Linked DNA regions of Anas platyrhynchos: region 2 is linked to region 1. Evidence: chromatin contacts called from public Hi-C data. All regions are on one chromosome and are shown on one strand. The core of a region is the stretch at or near the end of the contact, and the rest is flanking DNA. Distances in the headings are between cores, read along the strand shown.

Evidence for each region. A called contact is a pair of places that touch in the nucleus more often than the background predicts.
Region 2: a contact with region 1 is called in a Hi-C map of subcutaneous adipose tissue, with 1.5 times the contacts expected there. The contact joins the promoter of THOC2 here to the enhancer-like site in region 1. A contact is called at or near these places in 2 of 8 Hi-C or Micro-C datasets (liver and subcutaneous adipose tissue).

Annotation. Positions count from the first base shown.
Region 1 is chr10:2,234,139-2,241,373 of IASCAAS_PekinDuck_T2T, forward strand. All of the region lies in intron 1 of STAG2 (STAG2 cohesin complex component), which reads right to left. Among named protein-coding and RNA genes, the nearest start is that of STAG2, 30 kb to the right of the region's middle. Within about 2 kb of position 2,648, at least 2 of the 8 cell types and tissues checked have an H3K27ac peak or open chromatin away from gene starts, as enhancers often do. A contact at or near this core is called in subcutaneous adipose tissue, where this site is marked.
Region 2 is chr10:2,314,049-2,321,283 of IASCAAS_PekinDuck_T2T, forward strand. THOC2 (THO complex subunit 2) reads left to right here and starts at 4,170. Exons shown (of 39, transcript XM_038184145.1): 1 at 4,170-4,344. The coding sequence starts at 4,283.

The sequences.
Region 1 (7,235 bases), core at 1,398-3,897:
CATCATTCCAAGTGTATCAGGTATAAAAAATAAAAATAATCTAAAAAAAAATCCAAAGATTTGCTGTGATTTCTGTCAGCAATTGTAACTTGGAGAATCAGGCTGGCGCCTCCTGGGAACGTACCTCAGCGAGGAGCAGGGCAAGGGGAAGCAAGAGGTGAGCAGCCAGCCAGCCACCCAAGTACCATTCAAGGCACACGTGTGATTCTAAGCCAGCACAAAGTAAAGGTACAAACTTCAAAAGGCACACAGTTCTCTTTCAAGTTCAACCTGTCCACCAACGTGTTATTTGACTTGTGTAGTTTCAGTTTTTCAATGGTGAGAAGCACCGTAAGTACTCAAGACATGATCAAGAAGCTCAGATGCAAATCACAGAATCACAGAATTTCTAGGTTGGAAGAGACCTCAAGATCATCGAGTCCAACCTCTGACCTAACACTAACAAGTCCTCCACTAAACCATATCCCTAAGCTCTACATCTGAACGTCTTTTAAAGACTTCCAGGGATGGTGACTCCACCACCTCCCTGGGCAGCCTGTTCCAGTGTCTAACAACCCTTTCAGTAAAGAAGCTCTTCCTAACATCTAACCTAAAACTCCCCTGGCGCAGCTTTAGCCCATTCCCCCTCGTCCTGCCACCAGGCACGTGGGAGAACAGGCCAACCCCCACCTCACTACAGCCTCCTTTAAGGTCCCTGTAGAGAGCGATAAGGTCGCCCCTGAGCCTCCTCTTCTCCAGGCTGAACAAGCCCAGCTCCCTCAGCCGCTCCTCGTAGGACTTGTTCTCCAGGCCCCTCACCAGCTTCGTCGCCCTTCTTTGGACCCGCTCAAGCACCTCGATGTCCTTCTTGTAGCGAGGGGCCCAAAACTGAACACAGTACTCGAGGTGCGGCCTCACCAGAGCCGAGTACAGGGGGACGATCACCTCCCTAGCCCTGCTGGTCACGCTGTTTCTGATACAAGCCAGGATGCCGTTGGCCTTCTTGGCCAAATTTCATATTATGTCTCATTAATACCACCTATTTACAGTAATAAAGTTACCTATTCCATAAAATTGATGGTACTGAGATAGAAATCAAGTTAACCATTTGTTTACACAATTAACACTTTTTCAGTCTCCTATATAAAAAGGAAATTATCTTCCTACCAGTTCTTGCAAAAGTATTTCTCAAAAAGCAGTATAATACAATCACATGGGAATCTTTTGAAGAAAAAATATAAAAACCATGTAAAATGACAGGCAAATGATTAAATTATGTAATTTCTAAATCAAAGAGTCAAATCACCTGATAAAACCAGCTGGCTGGAGTTTATATCCACTTGCACTTCTTGGAAAAAACACTCATCTTAGGCCAAGCAACAGATGAAGAAAAAAAAATGTCATTGCTTGGACATAACCACTTCATGAAAATAGGAAGTAAATATCTAGTAATTCAAGACGCTGTATAGAGTTTAGCTACTAAGATTTAAGTTTCAAGAATTGTTTTTATTGAAGGAAGTAGAAGAAACTTGGCCCTCATGAGCGCAACTATATACTAGTATTAATGGAAGAGAGTAGTTTCAGGTGACTGCCCTGCAAGAATACAAGAGCTAAGGCTGTAAGGGATCTCCAGTACCAAGCTCAGGCCCCAGGAATGACCAAAAAAATAAAAACAAAAAAAAACCACCTTGCATTAGTTCCAGTAAGGGCTCATTTTTAAAGTTTTACATACATAAAGATTATAAGAAGGACCTTGGAGTCTTGCCAAGTAGGGTCAAGCTAACCCAGCACTTCCTCATGGGCAGATGCCGGCAGAAGCTGCTCAGGGAAGAACCCATTTGCTTTGTTTTTACTGGTGATGTTCTCCTTGACTTCTCCCTCCAACATTCACAAATAAGTCGGGGATTTTTTTCAGCCAAACACATTATTTCTGCATTTCACAGAACAGAATCAGTATTTTTCCATGAATATTCTATTACTTTTTTAACCCAATATTTAGCTGTCATGATATTCACACAAGAGCTTCCACAACCAAACTGTATAATATAAAGAAGCACGTTCTTATCCTTGAGCTCAACATTTTCTAATTTTATTTGGTGTTCATGGGTTTTAGTATTGGGAAAGACTGGTAGTGGCCATTCCCCTAATATGCTTGATCTCAGTAAATGCCTTTTAGAAATTCAGGGTGCCTGCCAACATGTATTCTTCACACACGGATCTGATGACTCACTCAAAGCACACTGTTTGGGAAGTTGATCAGAAGGAGGAAAACTGTCCGTACAAGCATTCTACCAGAACTTTTAAAACATCAAATTCTTCATAGTGCAGTCTGAAAGGAAGAAAGTAAAATTTATGCAGATGCCATTCCAAGCAATGAAAGTACATTAAAAAAAAATACATTAGCTATTAATGTGCTCTAATAAGCATATTTTTTCAGTATAATCAATACACCTAAACTTAAGAGCATCATAAAATGCAGTTCTTCGGACTTTTTTGTTTGTTTGTTTTGTGTATTTGCATGTTCACAGCACTCTAACTTTAATTTTCCTAAGCATATACTGAAATCTCCCACTCTATGAGAAGTTTCAAAAGTCACTCAACTTTGTGAAGTCATAATTAAATTATTAACTATAAAAATAAAATGTATCCTGCTGAAAGATCACAAGGTGGAGCTCTAGCCTAAAGCTAACTGAAGAAACTCCAAAAAGACAGGTCATCCAGAGGCTGACCTAGTTATTTCTGTGCAATAAACTTTGTAACAGATTGCTAAAACAGCAGTAATATTGTAGCACATTTTCTTAAGATTTATATATAAATTGCATAAGGACACTGGAAGACTCCTACATCTTTCCTGAAATTAATGCACGTAACACGTTTGATTCAGTGACTCTTCCAAAGACGGAAATGCATCTCGCTGCTGTAGTACAACCAGTCTCCTGTAAGTAGCTTTCGAAAGCAAGAAGAGGAATTTCGAAATACACTTTAATAGCAGAAATAACATAACCCCTTCCTGTATCTTGCTAGATTTTTGCAAACAAAATGTCAACAAACTAAAAAACATTAGAACAAGAGAAGTAGTCAGAGAACACTAATCATATATAACGTTGCTAACTCTAAATGTAACAGTTTCCATTTAAACTAATTTTACTCTTAAAAGAACTAAGCATGAACAACTACAATTAGAATGTGTCTTCACTGAAAAACAACTTCATTACATGCACAGGCTAAACAAACACAAATATAAGCCAGCCAGAAGCCTTTGTTAAGTGTATGTGTATATACACAAACACAAAATACAAAAAATTACAAGGTCTGTCCATGAAACCTAAGTTTCATGCTCTCATGTAAAAGCACTAACTTGAGTGTTATTGCATGAACTCGTGGCAGAACAATTCAGGTAGCTGGTTTTTGGTTTGAGATGGATTCTCCAAAGTACACACACACAATTCCCACCCTATTATTTGGAGGCTTTCTTTTTGGGGGGAACACAGAGATCATAGAATCGCAGTATATCTCAAGTTGGAAGGGACCCACGAGGACTGAGTCCAACTCCTGGATCCCCAGCGGAAAACGGCTACGTGAACAGGACAAAGATTTAGTAAATGCAGAATGACTGTTCAGAGGTGTATTGATTTTTCACTGTAATTCAGTTAATCATCTGTAAAAAAAACAGGGACCTCACTTTCTTTATTCAGAAAATTAGAACTTGAAAAATTGCAATGCACTCAGCTGTAGAAATGATAATGGCTCAAGAAGTTCATCCCTGAATTATTTATCTACCCATGAATGAGAGGTGCTGATGCTTCAGAAACAATTACACAGTAGTGACAGTTAAAATGCTAGCCAGATCAAAGTTTAAATCAAGGACCAAAAGTATTCCCAATATTTTCCTGAAATAGTTGGAAAACTAAAGTAGAAGAGAAAGCTGGTACAAACTACAGTGTTCCCCTCACTCTTTTTCTGAGAAATCAGGATATGCTTCAACTTTTGTTTTTATAAAATACAGTTTGTTTGTTTGCAAATAAGTATGCTTCTCAACACTGCTGTTGCAGTCATCTCCACAAACAAGACTAAACAGTGGATTTTTAGGCAAGATTTTGAGCAACTCCATGACATTCCCTACAGGCCTGCAGGAGCATTATTTGTACTAATATTACACAACCTAGTATTTCAACGGCCAACAAGCTTTAAAGCAATCCTGTAATTTGAGTAAAATACACAAAACGTACTTCAAGTAGCATTCTATATTGTAAGAAACTGTACTTCAACATGATTTAGTTATAACTGTATCAGCAGTTTGATCATATTATCATAGCATAATCAAGACTAAACTGAACAATAATGCAATTAAAACCTTTAGATGTGTGGTTATTTTCATATTTTTTGCTTAACAGCTAAGTCTCAAGCTTCCTTTACAAGACCACCTGGAATAACCATCAATCTACACTCCTCCATGCTCACCAGCAGACAGTGTACCTACACAGAAAATACCAAAAGGCAGTGAACAGTTAACAAGCCAACAAATAACCTAAATGACCTCATTTGTACCGATCTTGTATTTTCAACCTATTTCTTCACTTTTTTTTTTTTCTTTTCTGATTTTCCAGCTCGTACACCACCTCTACACCACTTTGTGAACATCTTTCAGTTCCTCTTCATCTTTCAAAAACCAAAGAAGCGATCTTATGGTGGCCAGTTATGTTATGCTGTCACACCGCCACTTTTATTCCCTGACCTGCTGTTTATTCAATGTTTATAGTATTTGCTCTTTAGCTGACGCAAATGGTTCACTGGTAAAGTGGTAAATTGCCACCCCAGATGATGCTTTTGTGACACACCTACGATATTGTAACCATGGGCTGCTGCTGGAAGCAGTGGCCTTCCTTCCCACTCCACTCACCAAACACAGCAAGTTCCCACTCACTCCTCTCTTCTAGCACTCAACTGAGGCAAAAGCAAGAAAGGTCTGAAAACAAAACTGTATTTTCTTCTTGGCATGGTCAACTCTCCACTGGACTGGACAACAGAACCACATCACCCTGCAGCCACATGAGGCACCCACCAGGCATGTACCAGTGGCAGCTCAGACCCACCTGACAGAGCTCCCTCACTGCCTCCCTTGCAGCAGCAGCACCAAGAGGAGTAACGCCCAGCTGAAGTCCTTGTGACAGCTATTGCTAATTCTCCCACCCAACCTCAGTAGAGCCCACAGCAAGCCGACTGCTTGCAGCTCTGGGTGCCGCAGCCTGCAAGAAGGGCTGGGTCCCCACCAGGCAGCACCCACCCACTAGTTGCCATGCTCTGAGGCCCACCCATGCCCATGATGCCTTCTCAAGGTGTTCTCCCTGCCTTTTTCCACACGCGGTTCCTGCATTTCATTCGGTAGCAGGCCATGCTGTGACGGCGGGGCACCTTGCTCCTGCAGGCGAGGAGCGCAGCCATGAGGTGAAGGCGGCTGCCAGGCCTGCTGCTGGCCAGGAGAAAGCCAGGCACTGGGAGAACACCAGTCCCCACAGACAATGCGCACACCACTGAACACTACAGCAAGTTTATTTCACAGTTTAATGTCTTTAAATAGGTTTTATTTGAGGGGTGGGAATATAAAAGACATGAAAAAGGCTAAAACCTAAAATAAAGGTTTAGACTTGAATATGAGTCTAGAAATTTGAAAAGAGAATTACAGACCAGGACCTCCGTACCATCCTAATAACTGCCAACCCCAACTTCACCATCAAATAGTCCACCCAACTCATTACAAATGATTTTTTGGATTTCTGCTTGTTTTATTACATAAGTAGGTGGAACATCTATTCTGGAAGGGAGAGTTTGCTATGGTGCTTCATGGGTCATACAATTACTCATGGAAATACCATTAATAACATCAATATCCTTAATACACTAAGTGAAATACTATTCCATGGTGTAAATATAGTTTTGGTATTGAACCATATGAAGTTTCTGTATCTGTATTTAGTAATTTATATTGTCAAGTAAATTGTTTGAAACAAAAGATACAGGCATTACAAAATACTGAAAAATGAGTTAACTGTACAATAAGAGCAACTGCTACTATTAAAAGGGAAAAAAAAGTACCTGTAATACTTTTTAAATATTCCACCCAACGATATTCCTGAGCATCTCTAAAAGACACCTGAAAATCCCAGACATCTTTAAAATGTTTTGATTTTAGATGTCTTTTTCAAAAAGGTAAAGGTATGATAACAAAAGTGAAAGTTATACCTCATTGTGTCTGTCACATCTTCTCCTGCCAAAGAAGAAATGGCTTCCAGATGTTGTAGTCTGAGTGGAAAATGAGGCTCTTAGGATGAATAAAAGCCAAGTCGGATGACAACCAAAATTAAAAAAAAAAAAGCCACATATGCCTATTTTAAAAAAAGCCAAAAGAAGTACTAATTGATTTATGATACAAGGCCAGCACACCTCATCCACCTAAATGCCCCAAGTTTCCAAACTGAACTGTAGAACACATTCCCCCTCACACATTGACGTTTCCAAAATGCATAACCCGTCAAAACCTTGGCTCTTGCATAAGTTACTGTCCACAGCAAACAGGTAACCAGCTACATAAAAGACAGAACCAGCATTGTTCAAACAGACAGCCCATGGTGATGAACGGCTTCAGTACCCTCTGCAGAGGTAGGGTTTTCCAACAGACGAGATATTCCATCTGGCAAGTTCTATTTTTTGTTCTCACACTGATCAATGCAAGCCTGCAAGTTGCCTCACTTTGTAGCAGCCTCAGCTTCCCCTCCTACCACACAGGTTTTCCTCTTTGAGAAGTCCAGGTCACTGGGGCTTTGTGCCCATGACTTTGTTTGGGCCTTTCTATGAGCAACTGCATTCGATTATAAACTCTGGCGGGGGGACCATATGGTACACACTACGTAGCATCAGCCACTGCTATAACACACTCGATATTAGATGACTCAAATATGGGAAAACCCCTTAAAATAAAACTACTGAAGAGCAGAACGTAAAACCTCTCAAGCACATCTCAGAGTGAGCTCCTACCAGCCCAGGTCACATTGCACTTTGGCTAGCCCTTTGAAGAGCCCAATGTATTTCTCTGCGCTGCAATCCCAAGCCTTCTGAAATAAGAGAAAAGGAAAGAGCAGTTTGGTTCTGTGTTTTGTCAACTCAGATCCACCAGAGTTTATTAGCTGAAGCTTCAACACTACATAAAAACGGTTGAAATGTTTCCAGATGATAACTAAAAAGATCAAGTCCAGCACAGA
Region 2 (7,235 bases), core at 2,920-5,419, 81 kb after region 1:
GGGTGCTTATTGATGCTTGCCTGAACACGAAGAGGCCGTGAGCCCAGGTGGCCAAGAAGGCCGACAGCATCCTGGCTTGTACCAGGAATAGCGTAGCCAGCAGGACCAGGGAGGTGATTGTCCCCCTATACTCTGCTCTGGTGAGGCCACACCTCGAGTGCTGGGTTCAGTTTTGGGCCCCTCACTACAAGAAAGACATTGAGTTTCTGGATGGAGTGTGTCCTGAGAAGGGCTATGAAGCTGGTGAAGGGCATGGAACACAAGTCCTATGAGGACCAGCTGAGGGAACTGGGGTTGTTTAGTCTGGAGAAGAGGAGGCTCAGGGGAGACTTTATTCTCTCTTCAACTACCTAAAAGGAAGCTGTGGGGAGCTGGGGGTCGGTCTCTTTTTGCAGATAACTAGTGATAGGACTACAAGGAATGGCCACAAGTTGCACTAGGGAAGATATAGGTTGCAAATTAGGAGACATTTCTTCTCAGAAAGAGTAGTCAGGCATTGGAATGGGTTGCCCAGGGAGGTAGTAGAGTTACCATCCCTTGGGGTGTTTAAGGAAAAGTTGGACATGGTGCTTTAGAGACATGATTTAGTGGGTAATATTTGTGGTAGGGGGATGGTTGGACCAGATGATCTTAGAAGTCTTTCCCAACCTGAGTGATTCTATGATTCTATATGAAACAAGAAAAATATACTGCTTCATCTGATGATAATTTCTGAGAAAAGACTTCATTTTTTGTGGATTTATAAGAAAACTTTACATAATACACTACCTATGCTCAGTTAGTATTCTTAATTATTTTTATTTAAAAAATGTAAAAAAAAAGACATTTGGAACTGAGAATTGCAATGCTTTGAAAATTGTTAATAATTCTGAGATACGTATTAATATATTTACAGAATAAAAACAAAATCTCAGGACCTGACTTTGCAATTCTTTACATAAAAGGATAATTTCACTTATGTCTAGTCCTCAAGTTTCAGCAGATAAAATCACTCACCAGCATAAATGTTCACAAATGGGGTTTATAAATGGATTATAAGTATATTACAAACTATTTACCACTGAAGAGAATTCCAGTACAGCAGCACCTACAGATAATGCATTTCATTTACTGTAAATGTTGCACCATTCATCACAACTTAATTACCCCACTTATGGCAAATGAAATGTATAGAAAACATAGCAAATATAGTGATGCTGACATGGTATATTTTTTTAATATAATTGGCTGTACTTTAATCCCAGGCCTAGTTATTTAATTATTTAAGCATTTAATAAGCTACTTAAGTAACAGCCCAAACTTTACAATAATGAAATGCTCTTTTAATGAGTCACCATTGAATGGCTGATCTACAAGACTCTTATGGTTTTGTTGTTGTTGTTGTCTGTTTGTTTGTTTGTTTGTTTTTTAATTCTTTTCGGTGACATTCACATTGCGAAATTTTAGAAACCATGAAATCACATAAAACTCTCATCCTTCGAAAGCTGCATCATACTTTAATGATATTTTAATTGTGTATATCCTAAGATTCAGATATCCAAAGATATTTCTAGGTCTAAAGTTGCAGACATGACTGTGGGACAAACGTACTAAAACCATATAGTTATGAGACCATCAATGCCCATGGGAGCCAGCTAAATGATCTGCTTTTGCAAAATCTTTTTATAGTTCCAACTGCACTTTAATATCTTTTAAAATTGGCTTTAATGTCACTAACCGCTGTGATCACTAGCTAAACTGTAAATGTTATATAATACTACTCATTTATTAGGGCTACATGGCATCGTACTACTCTTACAGACCTAGTCCATGGGCCATTTGCTACAAAAGTCCACAGACCTTGAATCACTAAAAATTGGCACTGCACTGAAGTCTCTGCATGAAGTAAACATACATATATATATATTTATATATAGATTGTTAAAAAGTAAGTTCATAGCCCTGGCTGAGAGGGAAGATGGCATTTTTAGAGAAATTCTCTTCTATTCATCACTATCTGTCAAGGGATCTAAGGTAGAGGTCAACAGATGTAAGCATTTGCAGAAGCAACAGTCATTATTTTGCATGACTATGCAATACTGAACATTTGTCTCTTCTCTACAACTGAATAATTTGTATGCTTTAAAGCCATATTCAGTTATGCAAGCCTTTATTTCAGTTTCCAATTATTTGTCTGTTAGGTTGTTCCCTTGTCAAATTACAAAATCCAAGTAAAAGAGAAGTTGGAGTTTCGAAATCTATAGTTGTGACACTGCTGCTGTGATATTTGCATTAGTATTGGAAGACAAAAACTTGTTAATATGAAACACTGTTATAATGAAAATAAGCGTAAGGCTGCTATACTGACCTGAAATGGCTTTTCTTATAACCCATAACCAATGATCTTGATAATGAAGTGATCAGCTTCTAACAAGAAATATATCAGCAAGCATGAGTATACACTTTCCATAGATTTTATAGCTATTACTTATTACTAGTATAAGCTCAGTTAGATTTTCAAATTGTTTCTGTCACATATATTTCTACATTGTGTGTAATAACTACATTTATCTTCAACCCATTCTGTGATGAATATCCTTTACAAAAATAGTTTGGTTTCCTTGGATGAACTTGGGATGTAATCTTTTTGCTCCTGCAATGACTAGATGTCTTTAGTCTTCTGTTATTTTCTCAATAGTCTCCTTTCATCCTCATCATGAAGGTAAAATTCAACTTGTTCACATTCAGTCCTTGCACAGTTTTGGGAAGACATAATGTGCTGCCTGTCCAAATTAAGTATTTCTTAACTTATATATCTTTGTTAGCAACTGAAAGAAATTAAGAAAAGCTTGGGGAGACTTGCAGGGATGTAAAACATCTAAGATGGGCATGCGTATTAGGGATCATCTATGTAGTTGTTTGCTGTACATTTAATGAATATCATAATTTATTAAAATATTTTATCCCCAATCTTGTCAAGGGGTAATGAAAAATATTTTAATTTTCAAAATAGTGCCCAAACAGGAATTGAAAAGCTAATTTGGTCATTTATTGGTAAAAAAGCTGTGTCAACAGATGAAGACTATCTGCATTTTATTTTGAAAGACAAAACCTCTACATCTTGCAACATGGTTTACAAAGGATGTAGAGATGGTTCATCATTTTGGACAAGGGTCCCTGCATTTTGAGTAACTAGGGTTTTAATTTTTTGCAGTTCCAAATAATTAGGAAAACTGAACACATGCACACACACACGTACTCTTTTGTTCAGTGCTTTCCAAATATGTAGAACTTGAATGACAAGTAAAATACCCTGAAAGACTCGTTGAGGGTGACTTAAGCTTCAGGTGCATTGCATTCTGAAAATTTTATCATCATCTTTGTTTCTGTTATATTCTTTCCTTTAAGTTTCAGTTCTGTGTGTTGGCCCTCAGTTGGTCGGCCATTCTAACTTTGTCCGTTTTGCTCGTGTGACAGTGGCTCACAGATCTGTACAAAGCTATGTGGTACTTGCACAGCACCTCGCTTTGGGTCACTGTCAATTAGACGAGTAAATTGCTTATGCGGAAAGCCACATCTGAAAAACGTTTAATCTATTTGTTGGAATAAAAGGCACGAGCAGATTGTTTGCGTGTGCTTGTTAACTCGCACCCTTAAATTGAGTCTCTTCTCTGTGACTCCAGGTGAAGAGTTACCCCCAGTGCTGTGATGATTTTGGGGAACAGCAGTTCAAAACAACGGTTTTGGGGAGCACAAAGGAGTCGTTCATACCCTTTCCATAACATGCTTTACTTTCTGAAGAAAATTGAATGTGTTACTGCCATCAATGAATCTGGAATCTGAATTGAGAGCCTACGATACAGGACACAGCCCACAAATTACGTTTCGCGTGCATTTAACGCTTCTAACCAGCCATCTCCGCACGATCCCTTAGCTCCGTCTCTAGGAGACCATGGCCTACATTAATTTCCACAGAATTACCGAGGGGCCCGCCCCATCCGTCCTGAGCCCCCCTTAGGGCCGGGGACGGCTGAGCAGTGCCCGCAGCCGCGGACTGGAGGAGGCGGCCTGAGCGGCCTGCAACCCGCGGGACGAGCGCTGGGGGACGGGGCCACAGCCGCAGGGGGGCGAGGCCGCCCGCTCAGGGCGCGGCTTCGCAACCGCGCATGCGTCAGTGGCTGCGAACGCGCCGTCTCCCAGGGCACAGCTCGAGCGGCTCCCGTCGTGCCCCGCGGCTCGCCGCGTCCCCTCTGACCCGCGGGCGCTGCTCCCCCATCCGGGCTCTCGGCGGCACACGGGGAAGATGGCGGCCGCGCTCCCCGCCGAGTGGATAAAGAACTGGGAGAAAGCGGGCAAGAACGAGTTGTGAGTGCGGGGCCGCGGGCCTGGGGGGGCAGGGGGGAGAAAAAAAGGGGGGGCCTGGGCCTGAGTGCGGCTGCGGGGGGCGCTGTGGGCTTCCTGGGGCCGGAGGGCCCGGCCGCTGCCCCCCTGGGCCCGGCTCCGCCGCTCGCTGCCGGGCCTCGCCGAAGCTCGCCCCCGCCGGCCGGGCCCGGCCCGCCTGTTGCCCGAGCGCCCTCTTCCTGCGCTGGGCCGGGTGAGCGGGTGCCAGCTCCTACCCCCCCCCCCTGAAGGAGCCTTGTCACCGCCACGGCCTGTCAGGCCCGGGCCTCGGCCCCCGTTCCGTTTTACTGCCCGTTGGCAGGTGGCCGGCGCTGCGTTCTGCGGCTCGCTCTAGGTGGGGTCAGTTGGCCGGCCCCAGTCATCCTGCGAGGTAACGCCTGGATGCCAGAGGGTCTGGCTGCAGCTTCCCAGAGCGATCTGGGTGTGCTAGGGGCTTCCTTTTCAGGGCTTTCCTTCTGTTTGTCTTAAGCAATCGCTGTTCGGCAGGTTTGCTAGCCATGTTGCCTGCTGTGTTCAAGGGTCGGGGGGTTGTTCACCACTTCGTCAATTTCTTGTTATTACCTTACCTTGGACGAGAGTGTTCTATTTACCAACCACATAGCCGTAAATGCTCAGTTTTTTGTTTTTTTTTTTTTTTTTTAAATTCGTGTTGTAACTAAAAAAACATCAAGTTTCAATCATAGGCATTTGGAGGATCACTATATGAGATACACTTTTGGATATTCACTACTTATGTTATTTTCTTTTGTTCATCTATTTTAGAAGGTTGTACAGCTAGGGTAATGATCTTAAAGAAAGAGGTAGCGTTGTAGGGAATAAACAACACAGAGGCTCTCTGCACAAAACTGTATTTTCCTTAGACCCTCCATTTTGTAATGAAGGGATGCCCCTCTCTAGCCATTGTTGTATTTGAATTGTGCTAGAACAGTTATGGTGTTGTCATGTCACTTTAATGTGTTTTGATATAAATGATGCAAGGTGAACGGAAGTCCGTTCAATAGCTGGATTTCTGACAGCAATAACTTACGTGTTCAGGAGCCCCCAGATGATGCTGAAGTTCATATTGATACCCTTTCAGTCTCTCTCATAAAACTCATAGGTTTTATGGCAATAGCTGAACGATATTTAGGCAACAAGTAGAGCCTTTTGATTGAATTTGAGTGAATGAACAACAAAGAATGAAGTATATAAATGGATACATCTCTTAAAAATGCACAAGTGGCTATAATAAAACAGACCCTGGTTTTGTATGGTGTTATTTTGTGAAATCCACTTGCTAGTCTCCTTCTATAATGGTTAAGTCATTTTTTGCCCTATGTATTTCAAATATGGTGATGATTTTTGTAGCTTCATTGTTATGGATATGGAAACTGTATGAAGATCGCATGAGGACAGAAATTTTATAGTTGATTTGGTAATGACGGTTGCACTGTTTGAATTGAATTCTTGGAACTTCAACAGTGGAAGGAACTTTAGGCCATGCTAACGCCTTCCATTTCCCCTCCAGTGGTACTCTGTACGGATGAACAGGGAGAAAATGATAACCTGTTGTGGGCCAATAAAATAGGCTAGATTCCTGTATTTGTGGCATTTATTCCAAAGTATTTATTCCAGATACTGCTTAAATGCAGTTCCAGACGTGATTTTATCAGTAGTTGGCAGAAGAAGCCATCCATTTTAAAGGAAATGTGATTACTTGGATAAGGGCTACCAATTTTTACAGTGTTCGTTTTATAAATGTGGAATATGCATGAAAGTATTTTCTGGAAGCAAAACAATGTATCTGTAGCTTTATATCTTAGACAACTTTTTACTAAACTAAGTTTTCTTGAGAGTGCTTCTTAGTGTTTAACTTTGTCTTTCTTTTTCCAAAGCTTTTAATCTCCCGTTTTGCTGGAGGAAAATAAAACTGTGATCTTTCTAAAATGAACCATTTAATAAGGCAGCGTTCTGGAAGCGAAGTAGTAGTGACCATTTACTTTGTAGGAATTGTTCTAATTCTTTTTTTCAAAGCTGTAAATGCTTTCAATTTAATTAACCCAGCTACCAATGTGTAATAATATCTAATACAGATACATGAATGCAGATCATGTGCTAGGTTCAAGCATTCTTTGTTACCAAAATGAAAAATTGGTCAGGATGTGGTCACCTTGTATCTTTTTTTCAGACCCTTCTCTGTCTAAGTACACTTTATTAAATTATCTGTATTAGTTTTGCTATTGCAAAAGAGAGATGGAGTTGACATCCGTGTGATTGCTTTATTATTCTCATCAGTCTAGACTTCTAGACCTATTTGTGTACCCATCTACTGTCCTTTTGTATTTAAATCACATCACTTTCTCCAGTGGCTTCCACAATAAGGTGTTCATCTATGACTGTAGGCCATTGATAATGCGCACACAATCATGCAATGGCAAACACTTACTGCTACAGGGATATATATATATATATAATTTTTTTTTGTGATGGATCAAATGCATCGAGGACCCCCTTCAAAGGGGAAGTCCAGCCAAGCACACCACTGAGCTTGCAGTTTCTGCACTATCTTAAGTTGCAAGATAAACTGGAGAAGCTCAACATTCTGCGAATGTGAAATTTGGAGACCTCTTTGAGGCACTCCCGGTGTGTTACTTTGCTTGCATGAGGAATGTCATAGCATGAGGAGCAATTAAAGGGCTGAGAGTCAGGAACACAGACCTTGGTTGTAGTTGTGCCATTCTGACTGCAAAATGCACTTGATTGTGCACAACAAAAGAACTACCCACATCAGTTAAGTTATGCATATACTTCCATATTTGCAGGCACATGCGCTTCATGATAATTACTGCCGTAGACCATGCGTGGGAGTGTAACTG